Regions from separate parts of the Mus musculus genome. Here all the other regions are linked to region 1. The links are chromatin contacts, called in public ChIA-PET, Hi-C and HiChIP or PLAC-seq maps. All regions are on one chromosome and are shown on one strand. Each heading gives the region's core, a stretch centred on a gene start, on an enhancer-like site or on the middle of the called end of the contact. The rest is flanking DNA. Distances are from core to core; before and after follow the strand shown.

Region 1 (7,551 bases), core at 2,013-4,512:
AGAAAGAAAGAAAGAAAGGAAGGAGGAGAAAAGAAGGAAGGAAGGAAGGAAGGAAGGAAGGAGGAGGAAAGAAGGAAGGAAGGAAGGAAGGAAGAAAAGAAAGAAAGAAAGAAAGAAAGAAAGAAAGAAAGAAGGGAGGGAGGGAGGGAGGGAGGGAGGGAGGGAAGGAAGGAAGGAAGGAAGGAAGGAAGAAAAGAAAGAAAGAAAGAAAGAAAGAAAGAAAGAAAGAAAGAAAGAAAGAAAGAAAGAAAGGGAAAGAAAGAGAGGAAGCAAAGAAAAGGAAAGAAAGAAAGGAAAAGAAAGAAAATAGTCAGGGCACAATATTTTCAGGGTTCTTAAATGTCAACTTAAGGAGTTGAGGTCTGTTCCAGAAGCTACACAATAGAAACCATCAAAGCAAAGAGTTAATGTGGTATGGAGGATGATGGGAGCTGGAAGAGAGACAGGGAGGGTCCTGGCACAGGGCAGACACGACAGAGATGGGTCCATTGAAAATCAAAGACAAAATATGCAGTTTCACAGCTAATTAGATGTAGACTCTCCTAGGTCCTTCACACCGTTCTGTGTACAGTAAATAACTGAGCCGTTTTGCCCCAGGTGTCTCAGATAGTGGCAGTTAAAAAACAAGAAAAGTAGCCTCCGATTCAATTGCAATGGTTGTAATTATTGCTTCCTCTACCCTTTCAGTCCCTGCTTCACACTTATGGCCACGCGGCAATGACATTCCCAGGTCACTGATTCTTAAGCTTTAGTGCATTAAAACCACCTGGAGGCTTTGTCATAACACAGGCTGTGATATTTTAAGAAATTGGATTTCTGGACTGGAGAGGCAGCTCACTTAGTAGCTCCTAGTTCCTCCCTAGGATTCTAGGAGACAAGATTTGTAACCCAGCACTGAATAGATTGAGTATGGTGGCACATGTCTGTAATCCCAGGACTTGAGAGGAACGGGCAAGAAAGGTTTAAAGTTTACCCTGGCTATATGTGATTCTCAGGCCATTCTGGGCTGCAGGCAGCTTTGTCTCAAAGAGGTAGGGAAGGAGGAGGGAAAAGAAAAGACTAGACTCTATTGGGTGTCTATGACAGTTCTCTACCTTCCTAATGCTGAGACAACTTAATATAGTTCCTCATGTTATGGAGACCCCCAATCATAATTTTTTTTTTCGAGACAGGGTTTCTTTGTATAGCCCTGGCTGTCCTGGAACTCACTTTGTAGACCAGGCTGGCCTCGAACTCAGACATCTGCCTGCCTCTATAAATGTTTTATTACTACTTCACTGCTATAGTTTTGCTTCTATTATAAATTGAAATGTAAGTATCTATGTTTTCTGATTATCTTAGGCAACCCCTGTGAAAGGGTCATTTGCCCCTAAAGGGGCTGAGGCCCACAGGTTGAGAACCGCTGGTCTCAGCAATGACGACGTGGCTGTTCTGTGGACTGAACGTGAAGTCCCGCTTCTGCAGGTCTCCTGTGGCCACCTTTGTAACTACGGGGCCGAACAGAAGCAGCAGAGGAAGCCACTGAGTCCAAGAACACTCTTCTTGTTCTTTGAACCGGCATTATTTGAGATGCCTGGAGCAAAGAGGCTCAGAGATTTATTTCCTGAACACAAAACATTATGGTGTAACTTTGTAATCACAGCTATCGTCAGGATCAAATCCTATCTCTGCCTGTTGTACTACTGACTAATTCCTCGAAGTCTCCAATCATTGCAGGTTATATTTATTATTCCTCACATATTATTTTATATTAATATCTGGATAATAATTACCACTGCATAGGGTTGTGAGGAACAGTCGTGGAAACCCATAGAAAGTACTTGGTTGTATGCCAAGATGCACATAAAATGAAATATGGAAATGTATATGATATTTATAAGAACTTTTTAATTGATAGAAGGTAAGGAAGGATTGATAATGCCAACATCTGCTGAGCTGAAGGTAAGAGGACCAAAGTTCAAAGTCAACCATCAGTTCTCCGAGTGAATTCAAGACAGCCTGGACCATGTGAGACTTAGACTAAACAAACAAATAAAACTCACGGAGATGTCACTCTTCCTATTTTCTGTTTGGTTTTGTTTAGCTTTTGTGACATTTTTTTCTTCTTGCCATCTTACCCTGTTTAGGTTGCTGTGACAGTGTACTGTACAGGGTTGACGATGCGGGCTGAGCAGTGGAGTGTCGGGCTAGCGCTGGCTTTCACCAGCAGCTCTGCAGAGAGGTGGCACGTCCCTGTGAGACTAGCAGTATGAGAACCAGTTCAAGGTCACTCTCAGTGACAAACATAATCATCTGTCCAAAAGAAAGAAAGAAAGAAAGAAAGAAAGAAAGAAAGAAAGAAAGAAAGAAAGAAAGAAAGAAAAGACAAAAAAGCATACCAGGGTCTACTGAGCCCCATGGAGCACTGTGTAGCCATACATGGTGAGTTTGGCTCCTTCCCTACACTAACCCTTCCGTGAGAGTGAAGTGGTCACCTCAGTCACCATCTGGTTTGTCAGCCCCTTGGGGACAACGAAGACCCCCAGGGGTGGTCATGACTTTGGATTAATCATTTTCTCTCCATAGCTCGTTACAAACATCAGCACGTTCAGTCTCAAAGAACATAGTAAGATTCGCTTTCCTGGCAACTTCCTGCTAGCTGGGACAGTGTCCGGAAGAGGGAAAGGAACAGATACCTGAACCCAGAGGGAGGAGGAGTCAGGGGGAGGATAGAAAGCTTCCTGTTTGGACTTTTGTGCCTATTTCCAACCTATTAGCATCGTTGTCTGTGGACCTTGAGGCTTTGGGTCTGGTCCTGAGGTTTTTACCAGTGCAACTGTCTGGGGCTTGTCCCCAGCAAAGAAGGCAGCAAGGAAGCATTTCTCTTTAACCAGATAAGTCTGGTGTCGCACCATCCACGAGGGACGCGGAAGGCAGGTACTCCTATAGGGAGGACCATCTCAGGTTGAGCCTGTGTCTTGGGAACTTGAATTCCCCACCCTGCAAAACGAGCTTGGAAATCAGATACCCCTTCCCCTCAGTTTGCTGCAGGGGGGATGGTGGAGGGAGCCTTGAAGAGAATGGGATGAGGTTTTCCTGCTGTGGGCTCCCCAAGTCAGACGTTGTCACGGGTTAGCAGAAAGAGCAGCGTTCCATTCATCCGAAGACAAGGGAAGTGGCTGTGTAAACCAGATATTGTTTCTTGTGGCAGGCACTGTCCTATGCATGGTAGGTATTTGGCAATAGCTCTCTTTTCTGCTTATTACACTTCCTCTTCCGGTGATTGCATAATCCAAAAATGTCTAGACGTTGCCAACAGCCCCCAGGGGGCGATAATCACGTGGCCTGAGACCTGCTGCTCTCTGGTGCGGTTCTCTGCTGGAATCACTCAAAGAACACTTGGTCCGTTCCCTGCTTCTAGAAAACACTAAAACTCCCCGTGAAAAGGTAATTTAGAGGAAGTAGAACACAGTCTCAAAACAGTAGGCACAGAAAGGCAGGTGGAAGCCGATGAAATAAAACCTTTTTTTTTCCAGGTAAGGAAAAGGAGACAGGAAGCTTGTGATATGCCTCAGGCCCAAAGATGAGTCAGAGGGAAATCAGGGAGGGTAAGAGGAGTATAGGGTCTGACCTTCAGTCAAAGAAAAACAGCTCCATCCTTCCCCCTTCCCTCCCCTCCTTCAGTTGGGATCTACGTGGGAACAAATGTCGGTTGTTTTAGAAGCTGGTGGAACGTTCAGAAATGTTTCCTTTAAATGAAGGGCAAAAGGCGGGGTCAGGGGGAGCGGAGAAAAGCTAGAATTGCTGACTTAAGAAATGTAGTTTACCTGGTCCACTGCTGCCACTGCCTCAGACCCTCCCGCTTGCCTGGCTGGCTGGCTGCATGGCTTCTCCTATTGGACAGACGAGGAGCTGGAGCTTCAGTCAGAAGGCTAGCAGTGAGGCTGGGGTCAGGCCTAGGGATTGTCCCCAGGAGCAGCTCCTCCTCTGGCCTTGCCCTGCCTCTGGACCATCCACAAAGCCAGACTCGGTCATATCATCCCCCTCTCTTCTCCCGTTTTTGAAACAGGATCTCCAGGAATTAGGCTGACCTGGAACTTGCTAAATAGATGAAGATGGACTTCCGATCCTCCTGCCTCCTGCTGGGATTCCAGGCCTTTGGCATCAAGTCCAGGCTATGGAGTGCTAGGACTCATCCACTAGGGGCTTTGTACACTAGGCAGGCACCCTACCAATGGAACTGCATCCCAGGTCCTCAGGGTGTTCTGTTCTCTAAGGGATCCCTTTTGTTTACCTCAAGGATAGTTAAAAGTCCTTGTCTGTAACAGCGGCACCCAGAGGTATCCCTCTCGGGGGTTTCCCTGGTCCCCTGCATTCTGATGGTGCAGAAAAAACTAACAGGAGATTGTTGCTTGACAATAAGTATCTCTCATTGGCTGTCTCAGGCCTCAGCACCTCCCTCTGGGCCTATCCCAGCAGGTGGGCTGGGGTGCAGGTGGGGCTCTCCATTCTGATCTTCTGGAAGAATGGCTTCCCCAAACCTCCTTGATAGGACACTTTTCTCCCTCCCTCTCTCCCTCTCTCCTTTCCTCCCTCCCTCCTTCATTCCTCCCTCCCTCTTCCCTCCTTCCCTCTCCTCTTCCTTCCTCCCTCTCTCATTCCTCTCTTCCTCCCTCCCTATCTTCCTCCTTCATTTCTTTCTTTCTTCCCTTCCTTCCTCCCTTCTCTCCCTTCTTTCCCTTCTTCCTTCCTTCATCCTTCCTTCATCCCATTTCTGTGTTCACAGTATGTGTGATGTGTCAGAGGGAGCCATTTTTCCAGACTCCTGATTTCTTTCTCACAAGCCCTAAATCACTTTTGGGCCTTTTGTTCTTTAAGACAGGGCCTTATGTAGCCCAGATTAGCCTCAGACTCACTGTGTAGCCAAAATGACCTTGAACTCTGATCCTCCTTCAGAAGGCTAGGATTATAGGCATGGACCACATGGCCACCTTTAAAAGAAAAAAATTAGTTTCGATATATTTGTTATGTTGAAAGAAAACTTATGTAATACATTTTAAAATTTTTTAACAAAGGAAAGATTTGCGGAAATAGCTGTTTTTCTCATTTCTCTGTGCTGAAATATTTTGTGCGTTCTTTGAGTATATAGGACTAATGTCTTGTGACACATGTGTCCCTAGAATGACCCAAAACAACAACAAATGACAATCTGTTTATTCTGAGCCCTATACTCTAGAACAGAAGCCATACCTTTTTATACAGGGAAAACTGTAGCCCAGAAAAATGAAGTGGGCTACTCAAGGTCACAGAACTAAAAAGGCAAAGCATTAAGCCATAACGGAGTAGGAGTATTTCAGTCTGAGGAGAACGATTTATGCTTTACATAAAATCCTGGTACCTATAGGCAGCTTGGGGAGAGCTAATGTTGGAATAGCCTGTGGTGAGATTCAGACCTGGGACAAATAACTGAGGTGCATAGTTTACATACCAAAGTGAACTTGGCCGCCAGGTTCTCTGGGCATCCCTCAGGCCCTACCTGTTACAGGGCATACATACTCTGCTCTCTGCCCTGAACTTTCCAGCTGAGGAGCTGGCTTACCCTCCCTCCCCCAGGAGCAAACATAAGTCCTTGAGTATGGATTTTAAGTGTGTGCTCCCAACCCTGCCCCACCCTCTCCTTTTCAATATAATACAGACATTTCGGTATCTCTTCTTGTTCTTGTTCTTCTTGCTCTTCAGCACTAAAGGCCAGACCAAGTGGACATCAGAGTCCCTTCCTTCCTCCTTGCCATGGGCCTAAGTTTGGTTCTAAGCACCCATGTTGAATGGCTCACAACCACCTGTAACTCTAGCTCCCATATGCATGCACGCACATGGAACCCACACACATAGAAACAAAAACACATAGAAACGAAAATCTTCAAACAAAACAAAATCTACATTGAGCCCAGAACACTCATGGGAAACAGCAAAGCCCACTGCAGGTCAGTGTGGATCTAGTGACTTGGTGACATATCAAACTTTACATCAGGGTGCTCACCTTCAACACAGGAGCAACTCGAGGTTCTTGGGCACTAAATTAATCGCAGACCATGGTGAGTGGGAAAGACTGCAGATTTGGGCAGAGGGCAGGCTCAAGCCTCTGGACCTGCAAGCAAACATAAGTCCTTGAGTGTGGATTTTTAAGTGTGTACTCCCAACCCCGCCCCACCCTCTCCCTTCTTTCTGTGTTTCCATCTTTCTATCTTTCTATTTTAACACTAGGGCCCAGCTTCTTATACTGGGGGTTACAGCTTTACCCTCCCAGTGACAGATTGCTCAGCTACACGCTGAGACATAAACCTCCTTCCAGTCATCCCAGAATTAGGCCCATAGATTTCCAGTTATGGAAGGGAGGTGTTCCAACTCAGGCAGCAGATGTAAATTATAGGCCTGAATGGATTTTGCATGAATTTCTCCTAGGCTACTTCCATGCTGCTTAAATACCACTTTTTAAAAGCAACATGGCATTGTATTTTCAGAGGCGATTTGTTTCCACTGCAGAGAGGGCTCCAGGAGGCCAGAGCAGTCTTTCAAGCTCTTCCCCTTGCAGGGAAGAACATTGACCAGTGAGCAGTTCTCTAGAACCCACAGTGGGATTTCATGGTTCCCCAGCCCATGCTCTCACACAGCTTCACTCTTCCTTTTAAGACAAAACTTAGGATCCAAGCTCAGCTTCCATATGTCCTGGGAAAAACAGCTCCGCCACCTGCAAAGACAGGGAGTGACTGTGCAGGAGGTCAGGTGGCAGATAGTAGCAATTCGTGTCCTAGCTGCTCAGCCAGGCCCACGTGCCTTGTGCTACGGACTCTTGGCTCTCTTTCTTGATACAATTTTTTGAGAACTCATTGAGTAAAGAACAAAAAGGCAGGCCCTGTGCTCCCTCCTCACTTCTTCCTAGAGGGATAGAACTGCGGTCACATTGAAATCCTGAGCATAATTTTACCACCCTGGAGGTGGGCACTCTCTCATAAGTAAAGCTCACTGGCTGTGTTGAGGCTCCAGCTCAGCAGCAGTTGAGCTGGGGGTTCGCCTGCACACAGCCCTGGCTTTAGTGGCCAGTACAAAAGCTGAGTTCATGAGCCAGGACACTGCAACTTCATTTCTTTCCCAATGTGCCCACTGTTTTCTTACTCGGATCTATTGGTGAGACATTTCACATGGAGCTCGAGATGACTATCTCAGCCCTTCCCATACGCACTCAGGGACTGGGGTTATTGAAACTATTTGTAGAGACATTTGGAGCTGGTTGGGTGATTCAGTTGGTAGAATATCTGCCGAGTTTGCACGAATCATTGGGTTTCACCCCTAACACTCCATAAATGGGGTGTGGTAGCACATATTTATAATCCTAGTTCTTAGGAGGTGGAGGCAGGAGGATGAGAAGTTCAAGGACATCTCCAGCAATATAAGCAGGTTTGGGCCGGCCTGCGATTCTCTGATACATGAGATCTTGTTGTTAAAAAGTGGGCTTGAAGAATAGAAACATGGCTCAGTGATGGACAGCACTTGTGTGTGTGACACACACATGCA
Region 2 (7,551 bases), core at 1,900-4,399, 450 kb before region 1:
GAAAACTGATACAGACAGACAAGCAAAGAAAAGCTCAGGCCAGAATGATACAAATCCCCTTTGTTATTTCTTAGCAATTCCCCAACTTTAAGATGCAAAAACTAGTAGTTGAGAGTCATTCATTCACAGGACAGCATCTAAGAAACTTAAACCAAGTTTAAGTTTCAGCCAGCCTGCACTTTCCTTTCCTTTCCTTTCCTTTCCTTTCCTTTCCTTTCCTTTCCTTTCCTTTCCTTTCCTTTCCTTTCCTTTCCTTTCCTTCCCTTTCCTTCCCCTTCCTTCCTTCCTTCCTTCCTTCCTTCCTTCCTTCCTTCCTCTCTCTCTCTCTCTCTCTCTCTTTCTTTCTCTCTTTCTTTCTTTTTTATTTAGCTCTCTTTTTTAATTAGTTATTTTCTTCATTTACATTTCAAATGCTATCCCGAAAGTCCCCCATACCCTCCCCCACCCACTCCCACTTCTTGGCCCTGGCGTTCCCCTCTACTGAGGCATATAAAGTTTGCACAACCAATGGGCCTCTCTTTCCACTGAGGGCCGACTAGGCCATCTTCTGATACATATGCAGCTAGAAACACGAGCTCTGGGGGGTACTGGTTAGTTCATATTGTTGTTCCACCTATAGGGTTGCGCACCCCTTTAGCTCCTTGGGTACTTTCTCTAGCTCCTCCATTGGGGGCCCTGTGTTCCATCCAATAGATGACTGTGAGCATTTCTTTCATCTATCTATCTATCTATCTATCTATCTATTTATCTCATCTAGGTATTTATCTATCATTTATCTAACGTATCTATCATTTATCTATCTACTTGAGACAATTTTTCATGTATCCTAGATTGGCTTTGAACTTATTATTCACCCAAAGATGACTTTAAACTTGTGGTATATACCGTCATGTCTGTCTTATGTGCTGCTGGGCACCGAATCCAGGGCTTCAGGTGGGCAGAATGAGCACTTAACCAACTGAACTACATCCTTAGCCCAGATCCTTTCTTTCTTTAAATCTACTTGGTGTTGGGCCCAAAGGAAACTCCACACCCCTAAACTGTGGCACCCCCACCAAAGTACCCATATCCTCACCACTGTCAGAAGGGACAAATAGCTATCCATGATGTCTGTTAGCATACTGAAGGGCATGCTGTCCTCCAAGCTCCCTTAGTCTTACAACTACCTGTGGCTATCCTAAACTGCTCCAACCCATGGTCTTCTCATCCCCTCCTTCTCATTCCCATATAACCCCATCTTTTCAGCTGTGTGCTCTTTTGTCTTCCCCTCTCTTGCCCCTCTCTCTTGGTCTCCTTTCTCCCTTGCCCTCCTTTCATGACCTAGTCCAGTCTTCTGGCCATTACTGTTTCCTCTTTCTGCTTTGGACGCTTCCAGATGCCTCTGGCAATTCTATTCTCTTAGCTACAATGAAAACCTTCCCCTCAACCATAACTTGGAGCTGTCCTGTCCTTGGCTTATACATTTGATGCTAAAACCCTCCGTTTATACACTTGGGTCCTTCATTTTCAAGCAATGAAGCTGGAATGTCAAGTTGCCAGGTTCTGTGTCACACATACTTATTACGTTTTGGTCCAGAAAAGATAGTCCATAAAACATGACAAGGAGCAGAAGACTGTAATTATAGTCCATATGAAAGCCAGTGTGGAGTCTGGATGAAGCAACTCATAGGAACAGCCCAGGTTTCCTAACTGCTACTTTTAACATCTTTTCTTGTCAAAGTAATGAGCAAATATTGTGCGATGGTGTGAGCTAATTTCTTTCCTTCTTCCTAGAATGGTGATGAGCAACAAAAGCCCTCAGAGCAGAGGAAGCAGCCTAAAATCCACTCCGTACCTTCCTCGTCATGCATGACTGTCTTCTAGATGTGTTTAGCACACAGTGCTCTTATTCATCTCCCAACTTTTGCTTTGAGTCATAAAGGCAACCCTAACTACATCATCCTGGGATCCCCAGGTAAAGGAAGAGTTCCAAATCCGTAGAAAGAAAAGCACTCACAGCTGGCCGACTGGGCCGTGTGATGTCTCTGGATTCTTCTGGTTTCACCTTGGAAGGCTCATGGGGGAGCACGGGTGATCCTTCGGACTTACTGTTGGCTAGAGGAGAGAACAGGAACACAGCTATTAGAAAAGCCTGTCTCGCATTCTGAGGGAGTGACTAAGGAAAGCCAACTCACGAGGCAAACCTATATGTATCCATGGAAAAATAATAAATGCTCAGAAAACAGAGGTCGACAATGTAGGCCTGCCACCGAGAAGTCAACAGTAAAACTGAGACTCTTCAGCAAGCACTGTACTTGTCACTACCGTTTACCAAGAGCTTACTGTGTCTTAGGCACAACACCAAACGCTTATTCTGTCAATCACTGCCATTCATCCTTGCTCCCACATAGTACTATGGCTCCATGTTCTTAATCTCCTGATGAGTACAGACCCGAAGAATGACACACGTAGCCGTGAAGTGATGGACTTAGTTGGGAATCCTTCTGAATTTTGAATATCCTCTTAATCATTATTTCAAATGAGCTTCTAAATTAAAATTCTAGCCTTGTTTTCTTCTTTTATCTTCTATTCACCAGAACAGACTATTCTGATTGAAGTTTATGAGGAATAAAAGAGTTTTATTTGACGGCATGAGTCTTAAAAGGAGATCTGAGACGTGATCTGAGACCTTTAAGGAAGAAAGAGTGATGCGGGATCAGGGAGGTGCCGATTATAAAGGCCCAAGAAAATGGGTGTGGAGCAAGGGTGAGGGAGGTGGCCTGCAGCCACAGAGGCGCTGTGGTACTTAGGGCATAGGTAGAGCAGTCGGAAAGCTGAGGGTTTCTTGTTTGGCTTGAATCCCCAGGCAGAGATGAGTTGTAATCAGAAGTAGGGAATGCAGGAAAGCATGTGAGAATTAAGCCTGAGCTAGCTCAGAGAATTAAAGTGGTATGGGTAACACTGATCTTCTTTACAAAAACTCCATGAACATTAAAAAAAAAAAAAGTTGAGGGAACGGCAGTTGTCTGGGTCAGTGTCCCAGAGACACCTAGCACTCAGAGACAGGCCACCCATGTCAGGAACAGCAAGTCAGCTGTGGGACAATCTAAGTCTCAATGCTCAGTCATGGGTGTCACATGTTAAACCTCAAGCTTAAGAAAGTTGCATATACCGAGGTTTTACTTAACTGAAATGTAAATGATTAATAGAGGAGGTAAATTGTGGTTGTGCCTACTCAAGGGGCCATGGAGGAAATAGGGGCTTCCTTCAGGAAGAGTGGCTTATCATTAATATGTATCAAATTGTATTTCAGAAAGCCTAGAATTAATTACCTGTGAGCAAATTTATCTTCTGAAGAAGATGACTCAGAAGAGTGAATTTCAACTCGTTAGAACAGTGTTTTGCTAGGTATTAATTATACTATAGTCTTTCCATGGGCTTTTTTCATTACTGAAAACTGAGCGATGCAGAATGCTTTGAATTAAATATGAGGCTATATATTTTGCTTATCTAGTAGGAACATCCAGAAGAGTTGAACATGTGTCTTTAAGGCGAAGGTATTTCTTTCTCTCTTATGTACTTATTTTAAAATGGTTTTTAGGGAATTTCATCTTGAGAAATACCTAAGATTATAAAACATACTAGGACCCTGGAAGGGGTGTCTGGTGCCATGGAAACAAGACAGTGGGGCACGTGAGATTGAAAATGAGGAATCGAACAGAAATGGACATTTGGGAAACTGGATGGTTCCCAATATTTTGCAGTCACAAATATTTGGTAGTAAGGCCACTACATGGAGATTTGTCTGGAAATTGAAATTTTAGATAGATATATAGGATGGGTGGTCACACTCTGATGTCACATGCACAATTAGGGATGGTAGTCCAGTCCCTCAGGAGACACAAGCACGAGCCAGCAGATAATTTTCAGTATCATCTACCAGTGGCCACCCTGCTGCCAGAGTCAGACAGTAACCGTCTTTCTGCTCCGGCTTTCCTCCCGGGTGTGATAGAATGGAGTACTTTACCCCGCACTCTGGACCGCTCACTAGATCCTGCTTGGGAGCCAGGTTGAGAGCCTCCTTGGGAGCTGGGCTGGGAGCTGGGAGTGCTGGAGCTGGAGGAACTGCCACTGCTTGTCCGCTGCAGGGAACTCTCCAGGACTGGCTCTGTCCTGCGCAGATCAGGGTTGCTGCGGGCATGGGAGAATACAAGGGCTGCACGTCAACACGCAAGCAAACAAGGCACTCATTTAACAACTCAGTAGCAAGAGATAAATAAGACTTTAAATATAAGCTGTGAAGGACCTGGATAGACATTAAAAAGAAAAATGCAAAAAAAAAAAAAAGCCATATATAGGTACTCAGCAGCACCTTACATTATTAAAATGGTTTTCTTAAAAAGAGGAATGATAGTCAGTGCTACTGAGGGTGTTGAAAAAGGAAATCCTTGTACTCTGTTGGATGCAAATTAGCATATCCATGATGGAAAGTTTTATGGGGAGTCCTCCAATAATTATAAAAAGACCTATGATATGACCTGACAATTCTGCTTCTGGGTATGTATCTAGAGGAAGTGAGGTCTCTGTGTGAAAGAGATGGATCCAATCACTGTTGCACACTATCTGTAACAGCAAAATTCAGAATCGACGTATATCCACTGATGCACTAGCCGGTAAAGGAAATATCACATGGCTGTACATATGTAGCACATACATACTCTGTACATATGTCAAGCACATGAGAAGACATGCACTGCATGAATACCTTGTATATGGATAGGCACAACTCAGAGTCGCAGAGTGTACAATGTGGATCAGCAGCAGCTGATAGAGTTTGGTTTGGAAACAATGGGATGCAAGCAAAGAAAGGTTTCAGTTAGATAGGATGAGCAAGCTTTAGAAATTTGTTGTACACTCTGATGCCTTTACTTAATATGTATGCTTAAAGCAGGTCTCATTTTATAGAATACTGCAGTACCACAGCCAGGTTAAATCAGATCCTAAATGTTTTTGTTACAAAACCCAGTAACTGTTTAAGTTAAGTTATATGTATGTATGTGTGTATATATGTGTGTGTATCACATGGTACACATAAATACATGTAAATTTTATCTTGTATACATTAATAAGGTGGTTGTGGGGTAACAAGGGAACATGGAGGCCAGGCTTTCCTGGGGAGGGCATGGGATGAGCTTCACACTCAATTCTTGGGTCATCAGGCTGGAGCACTAGCTCTGAGATGAGGAGCCATGAGAGGAGGCCTTCCTTTAAACAGTGCCCCCAGTATTTATTGTAGAGAACTTGAAACCTATGAAAGGGGAAATATGAGGAAGAACCCATGCAATTCCCAAGCCAGAAAATAGTCAACTATATTTTACTATTTGGCAAATTATCAAATATTCAATTTTATTTCTTACTTTTTTTCTCCCTAACACTGTAGAGGAAAAACAGGTACTGTGAGCACTTTCTTATGCTTTGAAGAGTTCTGGCTGCAAAATAACCCATCATATGGACAAATTAGTCTGGTAATTCATTCTCCTATTAGTCATCCCAACACACTGCCTTGGCAAATAACAAAGAACCAGCCATCTATCTGCACACTGAAACTCAACTCTGTTTTTTATAGTATTGGAATTCTTGGTTGAAATGTCCTGAACTCTGTGAACAAACATATGTATGCAAATATATAAAGGTACTTTTCACTGTAGTCTATGTGATCATCTTTCTCTTTGAAATTTTGCTTGTCCACAAGTATATATGTGTGTGTGTGTGTGTGTGTGTGTGTGTGTGTGTGTGTGTGCAGAAGCAGGTGTCAGACTCCCTGAAGCTGGAGTTGCAGGTGGTTCTGGGTTCAGTGTAGATTCAACATCTACCTCATGTTGACCTTTATTGACCACAAAGAGCAGAATGCATCTTCTTAGTATTATCCTGGTAAGAATGGTCAGGCAGTTGAGATAGATCAGTGCCAGGATACAGTGCATGTGCTCTGTGACTCTAGCTAGGCACACAGTTCCTTTCCTTCCTGCTTAGCCTCCTCCAGTGAAACAGGATGACAGGCGAACATAGAGCTTGCCTACCTCCATCACCTGGACCTACATCAAATGAAGAGGAAAGGCCAGCAATTCTGGTTGCTGACATTTTTATGATTTTGTTAAACAACAACAACAACAAAAATAATGAACAGCACAGTTGTTTAAATAGAGCACCCATTGTCTCTACCACTTGCAAAATCTCTCATTCTCTACACTCTGAGAACATTGTTGTGAGTGGAGACATGCAGTGCTCTGGTTCAGACACAGTGAGGTGTTGTTTAAAATGTGTGATTTTGCTTCCATTTGATCTGGCTGGCTCAAGAGCATGGAGTGTGCACCAGGTTCTGGGCAATGTGTTGGGTGTTGGATGTGTCCCATATAGAGTTGACAATAACAGGGCCCTCATACTAAGACATCTGTAATCGTACTCTACCAATGGCCTGGCCACAAAATATCCAATGTTGTAAGCCAAAACAAACAAACAAACAAAAAAAAAACAGCATGCGACATAATCTTTTTTGTTTGTTGATTTTTAAAAAAGATAGCTTTCAAAAGCAATGAGCTTCATTGTGGTTCTACACACAGACTTTTAAACCACACATCTTACTTTGTAGTAATGTATTGGTACAACTCGTGGTTTAGTAGAAGTGACTAGCAACCATGGTTAACTTCACGGTGAACTTTATGTAAAAACAGTCATAGCTCACAATTCATTAATATTGATGATATAAATTTAGAATTTATGATAATATTACAGCATTTGTAGATGCTAAGTCAACTCAACAGTAAGGCCAACTTTAGAATGACTGTTGGTGAAGCTCATGAGAATCAAGAATTCTTTCTATAATAATGGCATTCTTTAATGGACAGTAACTATTCTTGTGGGAACTTTTTGTATCTAAGGGGTTGAAATAAATTTAGATCCCAAATGCAAGTACCCCTAAATTAGAAAAATACTTAAAATGATCAGAGTTTCTTTCCTAAGTATCTTATGTTATAAACGTGTTATTTTTCATAGAAAACAATCGTCTCTAGTCCTCAAATAATGACTTCTTCCCCTGCTCTCTTTTATCAAACAGTGGTGGTCAGGGAGTTATTAATAAGTTCTCAAATTATTTGTCATCAAACATATTACTAACCAAATAGTTTGTAAACTGAGAGGGGTAGATTTCATTAAAGTTACTTATTCTGTTCTGATTCTGTGGGATAATGATAATGTCACTCTCTTGGTTTTTAAGCAACTATTGATAGAAGTGTGGTGCTACATGCTTTAAAATGTTCTCTGCCGGGGCTGGGCTGCAGTGACAGTATTCAGGTACTTGATCTATTTAGCTTCCCTTTGATGCTTCAGTCAAAACCTTGTTAACTCACACATAAACTGAGCCTTGCATCAGGAAGAAGTTGAGAGAAGGTCGGGCCAGATGTACAGTCAAGTGACATCATCACCATGGCAATGAGATACAGGTTGTAGAGACAATAGTTAGCAGGTTGTAACCCTGAAAGCTATGTAAATAGCGACTGTAAATGCCATTGGTGTTTG
Region 3 (7,551 bases), core at 3,470-5,969, 350 kb before region 1:
GATGAAGTCAACATAAAACTCAGTTGTTTTCCTTGAAGATTTTAACAAATAGTATCGAAAATTGATGTTTCACAACAGCCATAATAAGAGTATTCATAGCAGCAGTTCTTACAGAAGACAAAAGTTTGGGAACCAAAATTTCATCTACAAGTGAACACGTAGATTAATCAAACTGTGGTATGACCACACAATAGACTATGACTCAGCCATGGCAATAAATAACTGATACCACATAGATGGATTGTGAGGACATTATGCTAAATGAAAGGAGAAGAGACATAATTGGCCATGTAATATCTAATTCCATTCCCATGAAACAGATAAGCTAGAAGACTTTCTAGCAATGGAATACACGCTCAAAGTCTTCTGGGAAATGGAGCATGTGGAGCAGGAGGGAGTGGTGGATGGTGGATGGCGATGAATAATTTTGGAGCTAGGGAGTAGGGGTGCTTTGAACAGTACAATGCATACTCTGTTGCCTCTCAATTGCTATTTTAGAAGTAGCTAAAACTGAAGCCATCTAATACTATATGTATTTTAGCAGAATTTTAAAAAATGTTGCATTTGTTTCAATGCTCCAGTCGGGAAAGCAGAGGATAGTGTGGGCGGCAGGGATTAGACACTGGTGGGAGGCTGCCTGGTGCTAGATTGAGCACATGAGTGCTTCTCACATGGCTCCACTCTGGTGTACCTGGAAGCAACATTATGTAGAGAATCATGCTTCGGTTGGTGCCAGAGGATGGACCAAAACCATTCTGGGACACATGATCAAAGCATCTTCCCAAGCATGTCTATGTCCTTTCTCCCAATCACATTTTGGAAAAGACATAGTGTCAAGACCTCCCAGGGATGCATCAACAGTTCTCAAGTCATTGGGAGAAAATGTCCTACCATTGGGTCCTATTAGGCCACATAATTGCCGTCCCCAAAGAGAGCAGTGGAAGCCAGCAACTCCAGTCTTTCAAAATTAGATTGGACAAAATACTTTCAAATATTCAATAGGAAACACTCCAGCTCTAGGCAGGCACTAATGTTAGTGATTTCTATAATCTTGTTTCTCTATTCAGCTGCAGCTGAGGGCCGCTCCATTCTTTTCATCTCACTGAGGAACAAAATGATTGTTAAATTATGTAATGGGACTCTAAAGAAGGAAAGAAAGAAACTGAAAGAAACCAGAACTTGCCAGCAATGAGTTCCTACAGCCACACAGCAACACTGATAATTACTTCCACCACGCAGCAGGGACCTTCCCTCCCCATAAGTAGCCCCATCTCATTAATAAACAGACATAGGGCTCAACATGCCAAGCCTGACTAAGTGAGGCAAGTCAGGATCTCACATGGAGGATGCAATGGATCATTAGTATCTCCCAGGAAAGACAGCTTCCTCAGAGTTTACACTAAGTCAACAAGATACATCAGCACTTATTTAGAACTTAATATGCTGGGCACTTAACAGCTTGCTGATTTACAAACAAAACAAAAAGTAAACAAAAATCTTTTGCATGACTCTCATCTCAGTTTTCTTTTTATTGTCTTTGGCCTTACCCAGAGTGAATACTCATTAAGGCATAAAAAACATCATCTTAGTAACTTTGTGACCTAGACACTGCATTAGTTACATGACCTGTTACAAAAGCGTGTTGTCTTACAGTTCAAAGCCATAGCCTATCACAGTGAGTAAGGCGAAGTGTGAGAAGATCGGAGCAGCTGGTTACATTGTATCCATAGTGAGGAAGCAGAGGAAGATGAAGGCTTTTGTTCCGCTAGATTTCTGCCTTTTGTTCACTCTGGGACCCCAGCTCATGGAATTGTCTCACCATAGTGGATAAGTCTTTTATATCAAGGAACTTAATCAAGATAACCCTTCACAAACATAGCCAGAGGCTAGCCTAGTCTCGATAGTACATCACTGACTTGGCCAGAGGATTTGCTCTTGGGTGATTCTAGATCCTATTAACATTTGGTCTGTTTTTTCCTTCCAGTCCCATGCTTCCAGAAATAAGAGTCTCAAAATGTCAATTGGCCATACAGCTAGGCTTTTCTCTGACTAGACCATAACTTAAAATAACCCATTTATTCTAGTCTACATTCTACCATGTGGCTGGTTACATGTGTTCAGATACCATGCATCTGTCTCGTCCTCACATCTTTCAGGGTAAATCTCCCACTGGGCAGTATCCCAGAATCCTTTCTGCCTCCTGATATCCCACCTCCTATTTCTTGCCTAAGCTATAGGCCATCATATTTTTCTTAGCAGGGGTCATATCCATACAGACATACAATATTCTGTCAACAAGATCCTATCAAGTTGACACTAAATGATAACCGCCATAGACATGTTCCCTAGCCAGGACTATCCCATCTCCACTCTGGTTAAATTGCTATGAATAAGCATCGGGGACCAGGAAGATGGCTCAGGGTTTGAAGTGTTTGTCATGCAAATACAAGGACCTGAGTTCCACACACAGCACCCAGATAAAACTGGGTATGCAACCTGTACTTGTGAGAGCAGTACTGGGCAGGCAGAGACAGGAAGATCTCCAGAGCTTGTCAGCTCAATAGTGTAACCTAATTGGCAACCTAACTGGTTAGAATAAGAGATGCCCCAACCTTTACACACACACACACAGACGACACACACACACACACACAGACACACACACACACACAGACATTCAGACACACACACACACACACACACACACACACACACACACATGGATAGCTCCTGAGGAAAACACCAGAGGTTAACATCCAGCATACGAGTGCTAACACACACACATATGCAGGTACATTGCACAAAAAAAGAACATGCATATATATAAACCATAGACATACAGACCTGATGTGAACGTTAGTTTCACTAACAAATGGAAAGCTGCCAGTAACCAGAACCCTCAAATATATATAGCTGACTGCCTCTTAGCATGACCACTCTGTCCTAGAGGTCATGTTCAATTGCGTGGTAATGTCACCGGGCAGAAGGAGCTTGAAAGGCAATGGGCATAGGTGCTTCTAGGGCCTCTGATGAAACAGTGCCAAGTCATTTTGCTCAAGTTTGTACCACAAAACAAAGAGACAGTCTACCCTCCAGACAACGTGTTGTTCCAAGGAAGGAGGCAGTAATGGAAGTGTCAGACAGGATACTGAAAGAAATCAGAGATTTAAAAATCATCAGTATCCTCTGAACAACTGGGTCAGAAACTATTCCTACCACTTGGGAAGAAAGAAAGGAGGCTAAATTGAATTCGGTGAGAGAAGTGTGCTTAAGCAGATGGGGACTGGCTTGGGGCCTGAAGGATGGATTCTAAAAAGAGCATGGTATAATGTGAATAGATTATAAAAATAAATGCTTGGATTACTTGAATAACTATGTCTGTCTAAGTAAAAAAGGTTGTTTTCTAAGAACTGAGTCCTGACACATTTCGCAATTCACATGGTTGATTGCTATAGATTTTTGCCAGTTGTCTATTACTATGAAACACAATATTGTTTCTTTGCAGTGTTGAGGTAGAAATATTACTTAGTAATGGAGTTTATGAGAAGCTCTAGTTCCAACATCTCTCTCTCCCCCCTCTCATGCACACATACACAGGCATGTATACAAACACATATGCACATGCATATACACATATGTATTCACACATGCACACATATGCAAACACACACGTGTATAACTTTTGCCAAGAATGTGCTTTATTCTCCACCTCTCCTAGATATGACAGAAGCATGGAGTCAGCCCTGATTTCAGTCTTCTTCACATGGCACAGAGCATAGGTCTTGGCAGAGAACCATGAAGTCCAACCACTTCATTTTACAACCTCAGTGACTTCTGAAGGTCAATTCTGAGATAATTTTCCAGATCCCGAGAGAATTCAGTCACTCGTTAGTTAATCAGCTCTAAGTTCCTATAGAAAGGAACAAAGTCTCAAGATGGCATTTTAATGTTGTAGGTCCTAAGTCAGAATGTCTGGACAGGAGCCTGTCCTTCTAAGATGATGCCAGTCAGTCACCCACAAGAATAAGTGACAATAAGTGGATCCTTTCTCTTTAGTGGGAAAGAGAGGGTCAGGCAGCAGGGCTGGGAACAGGATCAAGGGGTTGAGTTCTCCCTAGGATGAACCAAACCTCTGAAGAGACTAAGAAAAGTTTAGAAGCAACTTCCAAGAAATCCCAGCCCTGTAAAAAATCAGCCTAGTGACCTTGGAGGTTTAGAAAGCTCCGGGAGGAACGTGGTATTTTTATCTTGTGTGGTTGGGAAGAGCCACAGATCCCATCTGCATGATTTATGAAGGTGTGAACCAAACTCAAAATTCAGCAGCTTTGAAAGAAGTTGCTTCATTTGCCAGGGGTCGTTTAAATCTCACAATAGGAAATGCCTCCATACAGAAACACAAAAGCAAACTGAACAGCCTTGCATATTCAACTTTAAATGAGCATGTATTGAGGTTTAAAAAGAAAAAAAATTAATTTTTATTTTTAGACTGGAGAATTCTCAAACAAAGTATAAGTTATGCAAAGATAAAAGGACTGCCAAGTGTCCCCCACGCTGTCCACGAGGTTGCGGGCAGGCTTTTGCTCTGCTAGTAACAAAGGCATTTTGAATAATCCGAGCCAACTGGTATTTTTAGCAAGCAAAGCCTGCCTACAGACCAAGATCATGGGCTATCAGTCATCCATGTCCAAGCAGAGCCAGTGTGACAGCATCCATTTCACAAGCAGCTATGTGCGAACTCCTGGGTAATTTCCTTAGCAGGAGTGACTCATCACATACATATGAGCTCCACAGATTCCAACAAAGGAATTAACCTAAAGGGGAGAAGAAACATAGGCTGTGATAACAGCCCAGCCAGTGAAGTGCTTGCCCTGCAAGCACAAGGAACCAGATCCCTGGCTCCCACAGAAATACACAGGCAGGGGATACTGGAGGACCAGAGACAGGCAGATCCCTGGGACTCGCTGGCCAGCCAGCCTAACGTAATGAGCAAGCTTTAGGCCAATGAGTGGTCTTGTCTCAAAACTTAAGCTGTATGGGTCTTGTGGAATAATTCTTGGAATTGTCCTCTGGCCTCCACATATACCCCACCATAAATACATACGTTTTTACACATACACACAAACACATACCCACACACAAATGCACATGCATACACAGAAATAGTAAGTATGTATAATTCTGCATCTCAAAATATTAAACTCAAACAGAAAAAAAAATAGGAATTAGGAGTAAGGTTTTAGCCAGGTTAAAGGTAGGGAAAGTCAGGCTGGGGAAATGTCTCACTTTTCAATAATGGCACTTGACAAGCAGGCAAGAGGATATGACTTCAAATACCTAACACCCATGTAGACCTTAGGCTGCATGTAACAATATAATCCAAGCATTGGGTCACAGTCAGATAGGTGGATCATGGGTAACCACAAGTCAGGCATCTTCATCAAAAGGAGCATTGAGTCTGGAGAATAGACTTTGTCTTTAAAATATAATGTGGAAAGTAGACTGAGGAAGATAGCTAATGCCTTCCTCTGGCTTCTGCATGGATGGTCATATGTAGATGGACACACACTCATACACACTCAGTGCTCCCCACCACAAACAGAAAAAAACAAAAACCAGAACAAAGCTAAAAATCATAGGCTTTGCAAATTCACGGTAGAGTACCTTGACAGCCGAAGGTCCTGAGAAGCAAGGTGTGGACAAGAACCTTAGGTCAATGTTAATCTAAACCGAGAGCCAGGAGCTTCACAATCAGTTTTGAATACAGACAAAGTCATTCTTTTGTTAAGGCAAAAACCAGTGTAAACAATTTAAATGAAAGTTCTTGGGATTACAAAAAAAATTAGGTTTTCCATCTTGTCAGCAGCCCCACCCCCCACCCCAGTTCATAAATCCTGCACTAAGGGCAAGGCAGCAGCCTCTGCTCAGAGCCGTTCTCCTGACCATTTTAGACTCCCACACTTACAAAGTCCCACCTTCTTGGATTTCTGCTCTCAAGTAATGAGATTCATTTGTTTCCCTAGGACAGTGACTTAGTGTATGTCTACAAAGGAAGTTCTCTACTCATAAAAGCAACAACCAGTGATGGAAATGAGTTTCTTTTCAAGGGGAAAGGCTCATTTTTTTTTTTTTTTTTTTAGATATTTACACAATATTTTCAGCATATTTATTAAAGATAGGATAAACAGCCAGAAATTATTTTTAGTACATATATTTAAGGTAAATAGCAATTTCATGTGATGTAGATTCCATCCATTTTATAGGGTTAGCCATTGAGAGTTATTTGAAACAAAAACATCATTTATTAATGAATCTGCTATCTTTCCCTCAAACCATATAATGTTTGGTGCAAAATAAGCATCCAGTAAATATTTGTTATATTTGTTGAATTATCAAATGAATGAATAAAAGCATGAATAAGTAAAACGATTGATTTATAGTCTCCCATGTTTAATATCTGAAAGGGTAGCACTAATTTCTTTCTCAATGTTAATATATTCTTGGATTTATAGGAATGTATGCAAGCATATGTTCTTTTTTTTTAAACAGTGGGCTGTTGTTGAAAACTTCAACTGGTTTTGTTCTGTTTTTCAGATTTACAGCATTCATAAAATAAAGTGTCATGAGGCATAAAATTTCCTTTTGTGATGACTAAAGAAAGGTATATATTGAAATAAAATGGGGTTTGAAGAGGGTTTGAAGAGGGACAGAAATTATTTAGACTTAATCAAAAGGATCTTACGTTGTACTGTTTAAAATAAGAATTTCTAGTCACTATCTGAGAATCTCTAATGTGATTCTTTTTTTATTAGATATTTGCTTTACTTACATTTCAAATGTTATCCCCTTTCCTAGTTTCCCCTCCAAAAAACTCCTCCCCTGTCCTCCCTCCCCCTGCTCCTCAACCCACCCTGCTGCAGATCCTCTGGGTCCCTTTGTCTGCATGGAATGAGTTTCTGGGGCAGGTGGGCAAGGCATTAGCCAGTGACAGACAGATCAACATGTGAGATTGTGTAGAACCTGAATGTATTCTCACAAAGTGAATACCAGTTTTATATAGTACAGAAAATATATGGGGTTGGAAGTCACAGCAGGCAAGGTACATTGAAGTTACCTGATACAAAACAAAGGAATGACTACAAAGGGACTTACAGGAACCAGGTAAATGTTTACAGTAAAGATAAAGCAGTCCTGCCTAGGGTCAGCTTAGTGACAGGTAAGGATTTCACACTCTAGTGCTATACCTTTGAACCTTGAGAAGGCTAGCACCAGGGGGTTCTGCTCTTGGCAGGCCTCATGAATAATGCAATATCACAACTCCCCTATCTCCTAGGCCTTGCTAAATTCTTTTTTTTTTTTTTTCCATTTTTTATTAGGTATTTAGCTCATTTACATTTCCAATGCTATACCAAAAGTCCCCCTTACCCACCCACCCCCACTCCCCTACCCACCCACTCCCCCCCTTTGGCCCTGGCGTTCCCCTGTACCGGGGCACACAAAGTCTGCGTGTCCAATGGGCCTCTCTTTCCAGTGATGGCCGACTAGGCCATCTTT
Region 4 (7,551 bases), core at 3,205-5,704, 300 kb before region 1:
GGGAGGAAGAGAAGTAGGGAGAGAGGCAGGCAGGCAGGCAAGGAGGGAGGGAGGAAGAATAAGTTAAGTTCTTTTCCCATAAAAAATAATAGAAGAAAATAGAAGATACCTTTTAGAAATTCTCTCAAATATAATAGCTAAGAACTTCCAGCTGGCTGTACCTCCAATATCCTAAGGTAAATTTTAATGATAAATTTGATTCTTTTTAAATGTATCCTCCTCAAAGGAGACCCTCATCAACTCACCATTCCCTTAAAGAAGCAAATAGACAAAACAAAGTTGAAAATCTTCAATTTTGGACAATTCCAAGGGTGATTTTAGTCCCTAGTGCTTCCAAACAACTCAGTAGGGCAGAAGCTGTAACTAGGTGGTCTACCATCATTTACATAAAAACAAAAAGAGTAATATGCACTTTTCATGTTTCTAGACAATGCCCAGAAGAGAAGCTACTTTTATTCTTTTTGATATTTTTTTAAAATATCTGCCTTTAATAGCAGTCAGTGTAAAACCACACAGTGGTTAAAGTCCTGAGAAGGAGAGATGGAGTTGTCAATTCTAAATGGGAACTCTTTACTGATGTCCCTTCCATAAGGCTCAGGGGACATCAAAGAAGAGGAGGCAGAGCGAACATAAGAAACAGAGCCTGCAGGTGGGGAGCCATGCTGTGAGATGCTGCCTTCTGAACAGGACATGACTGCAGAACTCAGGAATTCATAGCAGCTGTGGCTACCTGCACCAGATTAAGCCAATCAAGGTTCTAGTATAGATGAAGAGGATGCTCTCCAGTGCCACTGTACCCCACTTCTCACTGAGGAGCTGCAGTCAGCTGACAACTGGGAGAAGGAGGGAGATCTTATGTTTTCTCTAAGGTGTCCCTACTGGTAGACTTCCCATGCACCAATGGATGGCCCCACACCAGTGCAGTAATTAGAATTCCTGGGTGATTATTTTTTTAAGCTGAAATAGGGTGGGGTAATTATGGGGACACAAAAGTACATAGACAGATAAATGGAGGATAGAGAGGGTCATGTTGTACAAAGGTATAAAATTCTGAAAAATAAAAAAAATATCTTGAGAAAGTAATATGCAGAAAATGGGATCTGTGTCTTGAGTGTATTCAAATAAGCAAGGCCAATATGTTTGTTGTGGAGAATATGGGCATGGCTTTTGGATGGTGTTCTGAGAAGCAAAATAAATGATGATTTAGAACACAGATGAGTCATACAGCTTCTCCAAAGACTCAGAGACTGATGCTCAGCCCTAAACACGACATGGCAAAGCCACTTTCAATGTATCTGAAACACCTTGCCTCAGCCCAGCCTCCCAAGCCATCTATACCCACACCCTACTGCGCCTATTACAGATGTGCTGCTGCAGCAATGCATTCTATGGATGCCAATTCAATTCAGAAAGTAAAGGACTGACAGTCTCAGGAGAGACACCTAGCCATAAACCTCATGTGGGCAGAGAAAATATTAATCACCACTTTTAATGGGAAAATCACAGGTTCACATAAATCAAGAACATGCCTAAGGATCGTGACTCCCTACTTAACCCAATGAAATGGTGAATTTTGCAAGAGTCCTGTATGTGGTTAATGCTATTTTGTTAAAACTAAGTTTACATAGCTTAGTTCCAGCTAAGATTGCTTCAGAATCCTATGGTTAATTGTTTTGAGAACAGCCTGTTTTGCAAACACTGGATTGCACGTTTTAGTTGTTTTTCTAGTTAGTACCTAGACATCACCTGCTCAACAGATTTTTAAAACATCTTGCAGTGGCAAATTTCCAAAAAGGAAAAGGTCTTGCTAGGTAGCCAGCCAAGTGTCTATCTACCATACTGCTGCTCCAAAGGAGCTGAGACTAAACATGGTGTGCTCTAATGAGCCAGTAGACAACAGGAGTTCAAGCTGAAGTGCCAATGTCCTAGCAAAAGAGCGTCTCATACCATAGGCTCAAAACTGGAATGTGTGTTGTATGAATGTATGCATCTATGTATGTATGTATGTATGTATGTATGTATGTATGTATGTATGTATATATGTATGTATGTAGGTGTGTGTGTGTGTGTGTGTGTGTGTGTGTGTGTGTGTAGGGGTACTGTATGCACACATGTGAGTGCATGTGCATGCCAGAGGCCAATGCTGTGTTTCTTCTCAATTGCTCTTCCACCTTAATTTTTTGTGTATTTATTTTCACTCTATGTGCGTTGGTGTTTTGCCATCATGTATGTCTGTGTGAGGTTGTCTTGTCTTGGAGTTACAGACCATTGTGAGCTGCCATGTGGGTGCTGGGATTGGAACCTAGGTTCTCTGGATGCTGACATGCATGCTTTGGTCCTGATGCTTATGCAGCGAGCAGTTTACAAATTGAGGCACTTCTCCCAGCCTTAGCAAAATGGATGTTTTTATTTCCCATTTTTCAGATATGATGGCTGGCATTCAGCATTTCAGAGATATTGAGGGAGGGGACTAAAAAAGTCATCGTTTCAAAAAGGATTTTCAGTCCTTTCCAAGACCTCTATGGCTGTGAAATTTCCCTGTCTTTTGGAGTTACTGGCCCAGTATACACTGGTAACTGGTAGCATAGGGTGGGGTCCAGCCCCCGGGGGAACTAAGTGAAGGGGAGTAAAGTAGAATTATACAAATGCACCGAGACACAGTAAGACAGATGTTTACTAATATTGACACAGAAGACAAAAGAAGAGAGTTGAAGTTCCTAACTGGGCAAAAAGCAAAGTCTGTGTAGTGCTCAGGCTGGTGCCTATTCTGTGCATGGCTGTTCCAGGGCTTGCTTGAGACTTGCTTCTTCTTCGAGAGTTTATTTTGCATCTGCCTGATTCAGTATGTATAAAGACAGAAAGAAAACTGCCAGACATTCTTATACTATCAGACATTATTCAACAAATGGCCCCACCATTCCCAGAGCCAAGAGAAATTCTATCTAGCTAAGAAATGAAATAATGGAAACACAATCCATAAAGAAGATAATTAGGGCTGGAGAGGCTGGAGCTCAGTCCGTACACTGTTTGCCAAGCAAGCGTGAGGCCCTGAGTATGTGTCCCTCGCACCTGCATGAAAATAATAGAGTTGTAGTGTGTATCGTTAATGCTTGAGCTGGAGAGGTGGAGGTGGGACAAGAGGGAGCTGTCTCAAGAAACAAGGTAGACAGTACGTGAAGAACAGCACCCAAGGTTGACCTGTGGCCTTCATTTGCACGCCACATCACACACGCACATACACACACACACACACACACACACACACACACACACACCACACCACACAGTTGGGTATTTTTCTTTCTTTTTTCATGTATGTGTGTGTGTGTGTGTGTGTGTGTGTATAGTCACACAGAGTTACACCTAACCACATACACAATTTTAAAAACTTTCAAGGTCTCCCTTTAAAAACCATTAGCATTTGAACAACCTCAGTGATCTCCTCCAGGAATGGTAACACCATCCTTCCCTGATAGGAGTTGGGAGAGCATCTGTGTGTCAGATGTTCATACAATGGTTAATATCCTTGTTGCAGGAGCCCTCTGTTAACTGTGCTTCTATTTATCACAACACCGACCTTGAGCTGACTACCTGGAATGGAGAAGAACATTCAGATGGCAATTGGGGCATGCTAGACATGGCACATATGCCAGTACCCATTCCACTTACAAAATGTCCAGCTAAGGTTTCCAATAGCTGGGAATCTCCAGGGATACCAACTGGCTGTGTCACCCTCTCTGGAGGCATTAACTCTTCCTTCATCTTTGCCACCCATTTAAGCAGCAGCTGAGCTGGCACCATGAAATGGAGGCATTGCTACTCTTCCATCCTAACCTAGGCTCATCACGTTACACCAGCAGGGTGGATAGGACCCAGACTATAGACTGCTGAGGGGATACCTCCAAACATCTCTGACAACCACAAGCAATGGCTCCAGTTCTGGTTCCATGGCTGATGAATCTGATTCCCAAGGGAAGTGAGCCTGTTTGGGTTCCTGTACTCAGACTGTCCCTGGACACCACAGATGAATGCGTTTCCCTTATGCTTATATTCCAAGCATATTCTTCCGCTATTGTCTTCCTTTTTTTTTTCTTTTAAGCACAGCCATGATTGATATTTTTGTAATCTCATGAAGAATAATGGCAGCAAAATGAAAAGCATATGTGCTGTCTCCAGGAAGCCACGTGGGCAATAAAATATAGCTGAACCAAGGTTTGGTGGGTATAACTCTTAGTGTCCTTGGGAAACTAGAAGTGATTCTAAAAAATCTTTTGTGATTAATATTTTATTGAGAACTGTGGAGAAACAAAACAAAGAAAATGAACAATCCAGAAACCTTCAGCACCAATAAATAAGGATCCCTTAAAGACCAGTCTGGCTCACGAATGATGTTCTTACTGACAGGAGCAGCTGTCAGAGAGGAAGCGGCAATAGTGTTGTTCTCAGACACAGGAAGATGACTCACGTGTGGAGCCCTCTGGCTGGTTTCTGACTCCCCTCACCTATTTCCAAGGCCCCCTGTCCATCAAAGGAAGCTGAGCCAACAGGAAACCTGGATTCAAAATAACTACCTATAGCAACCGCACAAGCTATCTATGACACCATTAAAGGTGAGCCAAGTCTAGGCTTCTCTTGGCTGGGGTCAGCCAAGTGCCAAGTTACAACAGATTTCAAAGGAACTCCTTCCACCTCAGGCCCATTTATGGCTTCTCTCCACTTTTTTTTTTTTCCTAGGGAATCCATGCCTAGACATGTGCCCTTCTGCTGATTCAGCCTGGTTCTCAGGATTTCTCTTTCTGTTCTCTGGACTTTCTTGGGAACTCTGAGAGACTTGCCTATCTCCCTGGTATGGTTTCATGTAAAAACAATCAATGAAATGATCACAATCTCATTATGAGTTAATAATTACCTCTGTTTTCTCATTAGATGGTTTAGGAGCTTGGATGTTCTCTCTCCCTAGAAAAAAAGTAATTTACACAGCCACACGTGGGCACACTGACAAAAACTTGCCATTTGAGGTTGATTTCTCCTTTGGAATGTGTCATGGTGATCTATGTTAGTGACCATATATACACAGCTTATGGTCCTCAAATTGAGTGGCCATGTGCTTATAGAGAAGTGTGTGTATGTGTAGGAGGTGGTAAAGAAAGAACAGAGAGGGAAAGGAAGAGAATGAGGGAGGGAGGGAGAGATAGAGAGATAGACTATGGTACAGGGGCTTGCAGAATTAATGGCCTCTTTGTACTATGAGTTCTATGGAGCTAAATGGATCCACACTTCAGAAAACAAGAGAGTTAAACTTGGCTCACAGTGGTAGCTGTGCCATCTGGTTTCCAATGAGTTGTTTTTAGCTAAAATTTCAGTTAGATTCATTAAAACCTAAGACACTTTTGTGTTTGGTTTAAACAAATGGGCTCACACAGCCCATTTAGAAAGCTCAATAGAACTGCCTTCTATGTCTTTAGTGGGTAAAACACTTTACAAAATTCCTAGGGGTCAAATTGGATGTTTTTCCAAAGCCAAGTATTTAAAGATAATCTTGACAACTTCTCACCAAATAACTACACTTGCTGCTATTTTGCTGTCTTTGTTTTCAAATCTTTTCTGATACTGGGGGTTTATTTTACATAAGGTGTTTAAGGAAAAATCTAAGACCAATAAGAATAGATTACTTAAAAAGCTGACGAGTCATGCTTTACTGAGATCCAATCAGCTGTCCTTCCTTCTGCTTTCAAAGGCATGCAGAGTATATGCAAGACATTCTGGGAAGGGTAGAGACAGACACAGTAGGGAGAAGTTCATGGCTCACTTTAATGCTGGAGTGTGCAGCAATTAGCAAAGCCCCTGGCGCGGAGGAACTTTATCTTCTCCATCCCTCATTCCCATCCTTGAACAGCCCCTTCAGTTTTAGTTAATCTAAGGCAAACCCAGACACCTCTGCGGTGGTGAGGCCTGGCCAAGAGTGTCTTCAAAGCGCTCTCTGAGGTTAGAGTAGAGGCAGCAGATATAGCAGGAGTATTCACCACCATTGTCAGTACTGTGGCTGTGAGGAATTAGTCTCCCACATTTCTTCATAAAGAACTAGGAAAGAGGATCTGGGGAGATAGCTCAGTAGCTACAGAAGGATGTGGATTAGAGTTTGAACCCAGAATCCACAGAAGAAGGGAAAGAAAAAGCCAGACGTGGTAGCGCTCTATCAGAATTCCAATTTTGGGAAGGCAAAGTTAAGCAGGTCCATGATGATCACTACCCAACCAGCTTAACCTAATTGGCTAGCTCCCAGCCAATGACAGGCCCTGTTTCAGAACATGAGGTGGCACCAGTGAGAGAACTTTGCAGGTAAGAGCAACTGCCACCAAGCCTGATGACCTGATGATGATCCCCATTGTGGAAGAAGAAAATAAACTCTCACAGGTTGTCTTCTGACCTCCACACATGCATCCTGGCATGCTGGCATGCATGCATGTACATGCATGCATACTTGTGCATACACACACACACACACACTGTGTGTATGTGTGTGTGTGTGTGTGTGTGTGTGTGTGAGTGAGTGAGAGAGAGAGAGAGAGAGAGAGGGAGAGAGAGAGAGAGAGATATATTTTTAAAGTCGAGATGGAATGAGAACTAAGGTTGACCTTATGTGCATGTGGGCCCACATAGACAGGGACTCCTATAGGAACCAATACCCACATATACATGCACAGCATACAGACAGGGACTATGGAGAGAAACGAATATGGAGAATCATAGATTCTAGCAAATATCTTTACCAGACACAAATGAAAATTACAAGTCCTACCCAATTTGCCCTGTACCCAATGCTCGAGAGCAACAGTGGAGGCAAGTAGCTTGGCAGGCAGGCAGCTGTAGTTTTACTTTGAAATTCCATTAAATCGCAGCCGTCACAATTTTCTGTCAGTCTGCCCCTCTCCCCTTACACTGAGCCTGGAGCCTCATGTATGCTTTAAAACCATCTCTCATATTGCACCTCATTTTTACCTTTTAATATTAAACAGAGCCTCACTGAGTTTCTTGAGTATGTAAGATCACAAGCCTATACCACCAGGTAATCTTTTCATCCCTGGGAAGATGACAATTCAAAGGCCAATTAGGTATGTAATTGTTAAATTCTGAAAGTTACTGTCACGGACACTGTAGACCCCAGGGTCTACAGGAGGCCAAGCTGCAGGCTTTGTGTTTCTTCACTGGGCTAGAGAACCCAAAGCTCTGAAGTCTCTGGTAGTTACTGAGCACCGAATCCTGGATATTCGTTCCCTCTGAGCCTCAGACGCTCTCTGTGCTTGTTCCCCAGAGTTTGTGAACTGAGAAGCTCAGAGAATGGGGACAGGCATGTTTATTCAGGACTGAAGAGGCTAACCTGCTTATCCTCAGGTCCTTCTGTCACCCCAAGCACCAACACCATTAATGTTCACAAACTTACTTTTTTTTTCCCCGAGACAGGGTTTCTCTGTGTAGCTCTGGCTGTTCTGGAACTCACTTTGTAGACCAGGCTGGCCTTGAACTCAGAAATCCGCTTGCCTCTGCCTCCCA

The links. Hi-C and Micro-C count contacts between places; a contact is called where the count stands out from the background. ChIA-PET counts read pairs in DNA pulled down with a chosen protein or histone mark. HiChIP or PLAC-seq counts read pairs in DNA pulled down with a chosen protein or histone mark.
Region 2: a contact with region 1 is called in a Hi-C map of the HPC-7 cell line, with 2.1 times the contacts expected there. The contact joins two enhancer-like sites. A contact is called at or near these places in 8 of 484 Hi-C or Micro-C datasets (CD4 T cells, the HL-1 cell line, the HPC-7 cell line and 5 more) and 3 of 115 datasets of contacts at active chromatin or transcription factors (acute myeloid leukemia, astrocytes and embryonic stem cells).
Region 3: a contact with region 1 is called in an H3K27ac HiChIP or PLAC-seq map of trophoblast stem cells, with 11 times the contacts expected there. The contact joins two enhancer-like sites. A contact is called at or near these places in 9 of 484 Hi-C or Micro-C datasets (the HPC-5 cell line, cortical neurons, differentiating embryonic stem cells and 6 more), 9 of 115 datasets of contacts at active chromatin or transcription factors (the NIH/3T3 cell line, acute myeloid leukemia, a beta-TC-6 cell line and 6 more) and 4 of 9 other capture datasets (adipose tissue, embryonic stem cells, liver and 1 more).
Region 4: an RNA polymerase II ChIA-PET map of memory CD8 T cells shows a contact between it and region 1, with 5 times the contacts expected there. The contact joins two enhancer-like sites. A contact is called at or near these places in 5 of 484 Hi-C or Micro-C datasets (bone marrow-derived DN3 thymocytes, cerebellar granule neurons, cortical neurons and 2 more) and 3 of 115 datasets of contacts at active chromatin or transcription factors (astrocytes, memory CD8 T cells and neural tube).

The regions. Positions count from the first base shown.
Region 1 is chr3:28,167,147-28,174,697 of GRCm38.p6, reverse strand. No RefSeq gene overlaps it. Among named protein-coding and RNA genes, the nearest start is that of Gm42196, 5.6 kb to the left of the region's middle. Within about 2 kb of position 3,262, at least 82 of the 459 cell types and tissues checked have an H3K27ac peak or open chromatin away from gene starts, as enhancers often do. A contact at or near this core is called in the HPC-7 cell line, memory CD8 T cells, muscle stem cells and 2 more, where this site is marked.
Region 2 is chr3:28,617,554-28,625,104 of GRCm38.p6, reverse strand. It overlaps Tnik (TRAF2 and NCK interacting kinase), which reads right to left. Exons shown (of 33, transcript NM_026910.1): 19 at 4,007-4,170; 20 at 1,997-2,094. Among named protein-coding and RNA genes, the nearest start is that of Gm52603, 66 kb to the left of the region's middle. Within about 2 kb of position 3,149, at least 2 of the 459 cell types and tissues checked have an H3K27ac peak or open chromatin away from gene starts, as enhancers often do. A contact at or near this core is called in the HPC-7 cell line, where this site is marked.
Region 3 is chr3:28,520,484-28,528,034 of GRCm38.p6, reverse strand. The region is part of intron 4 of Tnik (TRAF2 and NCK interacting kinase); the gene reads right to left. Among named protein-coding and RNA genes, the nearest start is that of Mir466q, 100 kb to the right of the region's middle. Within about 2 kb of position 4,719, at least 79 of the 459 cell types and tissues checked have an H3K27ac peak or open chromatin away from gene starts, as enhancers often do. A contact at or near this core is called in neural progenitor cells and trophoblast stem cells, where this site is marked.
Region 4 is chr3:28,465,089-28,472,639 of GRCm38.p6, reverse strand. All of the region lies in intron 2 of Tnik (TRAF2 and NCK interacting kinase), which reads right to left. Among named protein-coding and RNA genes, the nearest start is that of Mir466q, 49 kb to the right of the region's middle. Within about 2 kb of position 4,454, at least 52 of the 459 cell types and tissues checked have an H3K27ac peak or open chromatin away from gene starts, as enhancers often do. A contact at or near this core is called in memory CD8 T cells and muscle stem cells, where this site is marked.